Regions from separate parts of the Mus musculus genome. Here region 1 is linked to region 2. A link is a contact called in public HiChIP or PLAC-seq data. All regions are on one chromosome and are shown on one strand. Each heading gives the region's core, a stretch centred on a gene start, on an enhancer-like site or on the middle of the called end of the contact. The rest is flanking DNA. Distances are from core to core; before and after follow the strand shown. Region 1 holds the start of Cacna1c (calcium channel, voltage-dependent, L type, alpha 1C subunit). Region 2 overlaps Cacna1c (calcium channel, voltage-dependent, L type, alpha 1C subunit).

The links. HiChIP or PLAC-seq counts read pairs in DNA pulled down with a chosen protein or histone mark.
Region 1: an H3K27ac HiChIP or PLAC-seq map of the NIH/3T3 cell line shows a contact between it and region 2, with 6 times the contacts expected there. The contact joins the promoter of Cacna1c here to the enhancer-like site in region 2. A contact is called at or near these places in 1 of 15 datasets of contacts at CTCF or cohesin (the NIH/3T3 cell line), 11 of 484 Hi-C or Micro-C datasets (the HPC-7 cell line, the Patski cell line, cochlea and 7 more), 14 of 115 datasets of contacts at active chromatin or transcription factors (the NIH/3T3 cell line, the SCID.adh cell line, craniofacial prominence and 10 more) and 2 of 9 other capture datasets (adipose tissue and pancreatic islet).

Annotation. Positions count from the first base shown.
Region 1 is chr6:119,106,200-119,110,351 of GRCm38.p6, reverse strand. It overlaps Cacna1c (calcium channel, voltage-dependent, L type, alpha 1C subunit), which reads left to right and starts at 1,857. Exons shown (of 47, transcript NM_001159534.2): 1 at 1,857-2,425. The coding sequence starts at 2,377.
Region 2 is chr6:118,906,066-118,910,007 of GRCm38.p6, reverse strand. The region is part of intron 3 of Cacna1c (calcium channel, voltage-dependent, L type, alpha 1C subunit); the gene reads left to right. Among named protein-coding and RNA genes, the nearest start is that of 4931430N09Rik, 28 kb to the right of the region's middle. Within about 2 kb of position 2,192, at least 31 of the 459 cell types and tissues checked have an H3K27ac peak or open chromatin away from gene starts, as enhancers often do. A contact at or near this core is called in the NIH/3T3 cell line, craniofacial prominence, embryonic fibroblasts and 1 more, where this site is marked.

The sequences.
Region 1 (4,152 bases), core at 608-3,107, 200 kb before region 2:
CAAGTTGAGTAATCACAGACCAGGATGGCAAAGACACACCCCTTAGAGCAGCAACAAACAATTAGATCACCATTAAGTTTAATTTAGGGAAAATGAGGAGTTGGTAAGGTTTTGGGTCTCAAGCAGTGACCAGGGAGGCATCTTGAGATGATGCAGCGAATGGTACTTCTGGGGACATTCCTTCATTCCTTCATTCACTCACTCAGCATGAATGTATTAGGTACCCACTACCTACCAGATGTTGCTCCAAGAAACGCAGTGAGAAAACAGTACTAGGAGTCTTTGCTGGGGGTAGGCAGGTCGCAGTGTTTACTCAGGGTAAGACTAAGAACAGGGGAAAGAGGTTTGTGTGTGCAGGGTGTGAGTGCAGGCGAGGGGATCATTTCTGGAGGAACAGCGAGGAGGAACAGCAGTTGGAAAGTGTGTGATGGACGTCGTCCCTAGCTGTTCCTGCAGTCCTTGTAGGATACTGTCACTGTCACTAAAATGACAGAGGCCACTGGAGGGTCTGGGTTAGACGCACCCTTTGAAGTGGATTGTTCCAACCGAACGAACCCGAGGAGAGGAGGGTAAATAGAGAACCAGCTACTGCAGAGCGCCAGAGGTAGAACTTTGGCTCAGCCATGGAAGGTGGCAGCAGAGAAAGCCAGGGAAGGTTACACTGCCTTGTTCTGTCTGAGGTGAATTCCGAGATATACTGATGTGAAGCGGTGGAGGAGATCAAGTCAAGGTGTCTCCAGGGTTCTTCAGCTGAGTTGGGGGAAGGCTGTGTGAGAAGCAGGCCTGGACATATAAGGTTTGATTCTCAAGTGGAGAGGGCAGGTTGGCTGGCCTATGGGTGAGAAGGAAGGTCTAAACTGGAGATTTGCAGCTGACACTTAGCCGTGCTTAAAGCCACGTAGATGATAGGGTCTTTTAGGGAACCTGGAGACAGGGCGTGAAGTCTTCTAAGGGTTGATATTTAGATCTGGTTTCCCAGTGGTAGGCCCTTCTAGAATGGGCTCACCAGCCCCATCTAGAGGGTCGTGCGTGCAGGAGGTGCCATACATATTACTGTGACAGCGAGAGTCAGGGAGAAGTGTTTCATAGCTCCCCGCCAGGGTGGCAGAATTAAGAGAAGTAGGTAAGGAGACACTGGCAGAACACGTGCTCGCCTGACCCCAAGGAGAGAGCAAACCTGGCTGTGTTAATGTTCTCAGACATCTGGGCACCACTGCTGCCTTGCCCACAAGGCTCCGCCTCTTGGGCTCTCTCTCTCCCCGCCCATCTGCCCATCCTTGCCTGTGTGTGTCACTTCTACAACCGCTCTGATTGTAATCGATCAACAGAATCACGGCTCATTTTGCTGTTTCGTCCGGTCGATGTGAAAGGGGCCGGGAGTTGGGCACATTGTAGTTCGTGTTGCCGGGATTCCCCTCCCAGGCCTTGCTAGCGTGGCGCCCCCCCCCACCCCCCCAGGGACGCGCGGTGGCCGCGGGGCCTCGGGAGGGTGGAGGTCTTGCAGCCGGGCTCTCGGAGGTGTGTCCGCTCCTGGGCTCGTTCCCCGCCGTCGCGAAGCCAGGGGGTTCTCGCGTGGCGGCGCCGCTCCACTCGGGCTCCGGTCCCCGCCGCGCGCCGCCGCCACATCTGGAAGCGTTCAGCTCGTCTGCTCCGGCGCGCCGGGCGGGCGGGCGGGCGGGCGGGCGCGGGCAGGGGCGGGCGCGGGCGCGGCGGGGCTGGAGGGAGGAGGGAGGCCGCGCCGCGCTCTCGCGCCCGGTGTCTCCCTCTCGCTGCCTCTGCAGAAACAGCTCCCTGCCAGAACGGCGCTCGGCGCGGCGCGGCCCGGAGCGGCGGCGGCAGTGGCGGCGGCGGCGGCGACGCTTCCCGCGGGCTCGCCCTCAGGTGTTCGCGGCTGCCGTCGCCGAAGATCGCGGGTCGGGGCCTCGCGGCGATCGCCCTGGGCGGGCCGGAGACGCCTCGGGCCCCCTGGCGGCTCGGGGTCCACCCGGCGCCGCGGGCCCGCCGCTTTCCCTCGCCTCGCCTTTGCGCCTCTTCTCGCTCTGCCTCTCCATTTATTATTCTTATCATTTTTATTTTCAAATGGTGTAGCCGCCAGAGGTGCGGTGCTAAATTCTTGGAAGGGGCCCGGATGTACTGAGGATGCATTACAATCTCACGAAAGGAGGCGGTAGTGGAAAGCAGCAGTTTTTGGTGTTTGGTGCAATAATGGGGATCAGGTAATCACCCGAAGGGAGCAAGAACCACTGCGGATCCACGGGTTCCTGGATTTGCGCGAGAGCCGCCGGCCTCGGAGGAGGGATCCATCCCGAGCCGCTCGCGGCTGTTGCTGCATTTCTTCCTCTTTGTGGCTTCTCCTTTCCAAGCAGTTTTTGGCCAATGGTCAATGAAAACACGAGGATGTACGTTCCAGAGGAAAACCACCAAGGTAAGCGGGACCCCAGCGCCTCGCCGGGCTCGCCCGCGCTGCCCACGGCGGGTCCCGGTGGAGCGGCCCTCGCCGCGTGCCTCGCGAGGGGCGCCAACCCCGCGCGCGGGAGCCCGCGGGAGCCGGCCGAGCCGCCGTGCGAGCCGGAGCGGAAAATTCCCGCCCCTCCCCCTCCGCGGCCGGGCTTCTTCGGAGCATGTGGTTCCCATGAAATCCCGAGCGAGGGGGAAAGTTCCCCAAGTGTCGGCGCTGCCTGCATTTCTCGCCTTTGCCTCGAAAGCCGGCCGGCCAGTCTGGCCACGGCGAGCCGAGGAGCCGCTGCTTCGGGGTCCCTTGCTTTGCTGGGGCGCGGCAGGGAACGCGCGCTCTCGCGCGCACCCCTACGGAGACCAGCCCCGCGCCGGTGGCCCCCCAGGCTGCCCCACGTCCACTCTTCCCGACGCCACTTCCTCGGGCAGTGCGCTCCGGGTCGCGGGTGGGGGTGGGGGCGGGGGCTGCAGCTGTGCGTCTCAGCGCGCCTCCTCTCTCCAGGCTCTCAGGCTCTTCGGCTTCTCAACACCGCCCACCTCTCCACTGCCATTGACCCCGAGCGAGCCCACGCCGGGTGCCGGGTGTGTTACTGTTAGCACCCCAGTGTGGACTCGCACCTGAGGATGGAAAGCGGTTAGAAGCCTCAGTGATGTGTGGGCTTTGCTTTTCCATGTTTTCAGGGAATCATGAAAGGGTGTGACTAGCTCTGAGGCTCCATACTTAGTGTTCTCTAAGCATCTCCATCCTGGGCATCAAGTGTCATCAGCTCCCCTCTAATGGTGAATGGCTTTCGGGTAGCTCCCCACTTCTTGGAAACTTTCTCCCTCTCCTCCCCAGTCCCCATCGACAAGTTATTATTTTTGACATTGCTTAGTGGTTAAGGTGATCAAGCTGAAGTGTCTTGCAGTCCCAAGATGCCCTTTCTACGGGCTCTCTGCCCCGTTGCTTGACTGTTCCCTTTCTCTTTCGCCTTCAGCAGCTACCGTTGCTCTTCCACATTGTGTCTTTCCTTGCCTTGCCAGGGTACTTCTTAGTGACTCTCCAGAGCCTTGCCTTGTGGAAGTAATCTCCAGGCCTGATACTGGTACCCAGCCCCTTCTTCCTTTTACCCTTTTGTCACCATTTGGGGAAAGGGCTATTGCCTTTGCAGATTAAGGCTGCCGGGGAGCTGGCTTTACAGCTGGTCTTCTTTCATCTGGAAGCAGCTGGCTTTCTGCTTTCTGTCTTGGGTGGCAGCATTGGGATTTTGTCCTCCTTAAGAAGAAAGACTTGTCCAGGGTCATGGGTACTAGGTCTTTTTATGCCATACGGGCAGCCTGGATTACCTGCCCTTATCCTGCCTCTGTCCTCAAATCCCTTTCCTAGCTGATGGAGTTATGGTTGGTTCAGGAGGAGGAGAGATGAGACATAGAGGAAAGGGTGATATTTTTGTAGAGTGGGGGTGGGCTAGCTTTTTCAGGTTCTGCCCATGCCCTCAGTCTAAGCAAGTTGGCAGAGGAGAACCCAGCAGTATTGTCCCATCTGTCACTACCCAGGGCAAGACATCTTTGTAAAACAGGTATGCCCATAGTTGGCATGGTCTCCTAGTAGTGTAGGGTAAAGCCCTTCTTAGCTTACTTTCTTACTCTGCTTCTTTTCTCTTGCTACTTTGCTTCTCGATGGCATCCCTAAGCCCCTTGCAGGGAGCAGGCATTCAA
Region 2 (3,942 bases), core at 943-3,442:
GGGCTTCTGGGCCTGGCTATGGGGATTGATCTGATTGGATTAATGAGGTAGGGGAATCTGCTCACTACAGTGGTACCAGCCTCTGGCTAGGGATCCTGAGCTCCACAAAATGAGGAAAGAGAGCTGAGCTCACACATCCATCCATCTCTGCTTCTTTACTGTGGATAAAGTGTGAGCGACTGCTTCAAGCTCTTACAGCCTGGGCTTCTCCTCCATGGTGGACTGACTGTAGCTTGAGCTGTGAGCCCAGATAACCCCTTTTCTTCCTTGAGTTGATTTTTTTTTTTCAGTATTTTAACAAAGAGATAGGAAAAGACACTAAGATGGGGCCTGAATGCCAGTTTATGCTAAGCACACATCCAGCCAACAGGAAGAGCAATAGGTGAATTCCATCCCTAATCACTGCGGACAGAGAAATCTCGACCACCTAGTGCTGCCATTACATGCTTGTAAGGGCGTCTGTTTCCAAAAACAATAAGAAACAACAATAACGAAAAATTCACAAAAAATAAACACCAAAACAAGCCCCAAGAGGCTATAACAAATGTTGTTGGGGGTGTGGCAAATATAGAATCCATGCATAGTGTTGGAAATGTAAATTTGCATAGCCATTCAAGAAAATACTACAAGAATGCATTTGGAAATTAAAAATTGAAGCGCCACATGACTCAAAAATCCTGTATCTGGGTACATGTCCAAAGGACATCAAGACTGTCACCAAGAGATGACAATGCTCCCATGTTCATTGCAGAAATAGCCACAATAGCTACCCCTAGGCTGCTGTGGAGATAACACAGAGCCTCTTAAGAGATGAATGGAGGAAGAGAATATGACTCTTATATATAACCAGAATATTTGTTGTTCAGCTTTAAAGAAGCAAATACTGCTATCTGTGACAACATAGGCAAACCTGGAAGACAGCGAGTAAATGAAGTAAGCCAGGCAAAAGAGTCAGGCTCTGTCTATATTTGTATATGGACTCTAAGGATGCCTTGGGGAAGCATAGCATGGGCCTGTGGCTACTAAGGCTGGAGTCCTGGGGGGCAAGGGGAGTGAGAAGCATAGCAAAAGCACATAAAGAGCAACCGAGACTCATAGACAGCTGAGCAACCTCGTGAGCTTCTGGGGTTTCCTGTCTCTCTAGAGTTTCACCAGGAGCCATTCTGGGAACCCCAACACATCTGTGATTCGGGGATGTGGTGACCTAGGAGTCCATAAGGTCTGCACTCAACACTTGCTGCTTGGTTCTCAGAGCAACTTGCCTCACTGTCTGGCTGCTGTGTGCGGAGCATCTGGTATACAGAGGTCCCATGGGGATGGCGACCTACCAGAGAAGGAGTAGCATCATTTTATAGATTAAGAAACAGGCATCAACCCAGGTCTGCTTAATGAGAGTACCTGCCCTCTCTTTCCTCAGTTTCCTTAACCGAAAAGCAGGGTGGCATCCTATTCCCACCCTCTCTGTGAGAATGCAGAATTCTTTAGACATTATCAACAAATGCAACTGGCCTTTTAATGAGTAGGAGGGAAATTCCATTGACAAACACCGGTATTTTCATAAATTTTGATTTGTTTAGAGATGCTGTAAACCCTTCAGCATTGTTGAATCATCTGGAAATTTGCCTTCCAAAGGAGCAAATGTTAAGTCTTTTTTTTTCTGCCAGCCTGGACTTCCTGAGCTTGGAGAGGGAAATGATAGAGAAGGAAACCGGAAGCCTGTGGTGGTGATAGGTAGCTCGGACCAAAGGTAGGAGAGTGGCAGAGTGAGATCTGAGGTCTTTCTGGTCACAGGAGCTTTTCCTTCAGCACGAGCCTGTTCTGGGCTGTGAGATGTACCATCGGGTCCAACAGGTGGGAGGTGACAGAGAACTTCCCTCTTCAGCAGAACTCAGGGTTAGGGCTGGGACAAAATACAAAAGTCTTAAGAAAGAGATCCTGGTTTTGAGTATGATGATTGTTGTCTCCAGGTTTCTCTGCTTGGCATCCAGGAGACAGCTTGTGTGGCAGTTCAAGGGGAGCTCAGAGTACCTTGTCTCTGTCCTGAGATGTAGCTAACTGCACCAACTAGCAAGCCTGGGCCCTTCCAGCTAATGACTTCCAGATGTTGGAAGCAGTGGCCAGTGGAATCTTATTGCCCCAGACTGTGGTTCTGGGCCACATACTTCTGACTTGAAGGTAGTTTGGAATGTAAACATTGCAAGGCATGTACTAGAATTAATTAAAGCTACCCTGTATTCTCTAGGCTTGCAAGCCTACAATGAACTGTTTGCACGAACACCAAGACAAGCAGACCAATGGGAGGCTGCAAGAACCAATCACCTTTACCTTCAAAAAAAAAAAAAAAAAAAAAGCGTGCTCCAGGACCTGAGCTGACCTGTATGCCTAGGTAGTCACCAATCCTAGCTTAAGAAGAGGGGTTCCAAGATGCCCCCCTACCACAAGGGTGGCCAATGCATGGCTGTTCATCACATGGTCACATGGAACCAATCACAGGCCCAGAGCACTTTACAGACTTGCCAAAAGCTTACTTAACCAAGAATGCAAATGTGCATATGGGCAAGATCGAGAATGTCCAATGGGCATGGAAAGAAAACCATGGCATCTAGTACTTGGCTGATAAAACTAGAAATAGCTTCTGGAGGTAAATTTTAAGTTCACAATGGCATTCAGAAGTGACAGTGTGAGTGGTGTTTAATGTCACGAAGCTGCAAACTTAAAAAACGGTTCACATGGTGAATTTTAAGTTACATATAGTTCACCTCCTAAACGAAAAGGCAGAATATTCAGGCAGTAAAAGTTCTTTAAGATTATATAAACCATCAGAATCTCTAGAATATTCCTCTCCTCCCATACTGTAAGAAGGGAAGTCGTGGCTCCCTGGTAACTGTCCCATGCAGTGCCAGGCTATTTCAGGAACATGATGGAAGGTACTTGAAAGCCACACCCTTAGATCTGAGCAACCATCCGCATGCCCTCTGTCTTTAGTGTAGTGACTCTTAAGACAGGGAGCTCTAAGAAAAGCCGAATAAGTTGTGATATACACCTTCGTAGTTTTCTGTCACTGTACTAGGACATCTGAAGCAAATGGCTTATAAAGAGACAAGGTGCAGAGCTTGAAGGATCTGGTCCACTAGTTCATAGTGCCATTGCTTGGGCCCTTGGGAAAACAGTACACCTGAAGGTTTCAGTGGCAGAGAAAAGGAATCATCTTATGAACTACGAAACAAAGAGAAAGGAGGAAAGACAGAGATCCCAGCCCTCCCTCCAAAGGCAAGTCCTCGCCGATCCAACCCTCCTCTTATTAATTCCCACCTTAAAGATTCCATTATCTCCTGTCTTAGTCACTGCTCTCTTGCTGTGAGGAGACACCATGCCCAAGACCACTCTTGTAAAAGAAAGCATTTAATTTGGGGCTTGCTTATAGTTTCAAGGATTAGTCCATTATCATTGTGGTGTCGAGTACAGCAAGCATGAAGGCAGGTGCTGGGGCAGTAGTAGAGATCTACACCCTGATGCACAGAGAAAGAGAACCTGTGCCTGGCATGACCTTTTGAAACCACAAAGCCCACCATACAGTGACATATTCCCTCCAACATGGCCATACTTACTCCCACAAGGCCACACCCCCCATCCTTCTCAAATAGTGCCACTCTGTGTTGACTAGGCATTCAAATATAGGAACCTATGGGAGGGGGGGCATTCTTATTTAAACTACCACAGCTCCTTGTTTTCTGGGCTAAGTCTCAACACATGCATATTTGGAGGACACTTCAGATAAAAACTGTAGTGATCAGTACTAACTATCACAGGGCTCTCTGGGAGTCAGATGGCTTAGCTCAGCTCTGGAAGGAGCAGAGGGAGGCCATATTCTTCAGTGTGACTGGGTCAAGTGTGTTAACGTGCACACAAACCCTCCCCTGTTGGGAATGGACCTAATTGTTG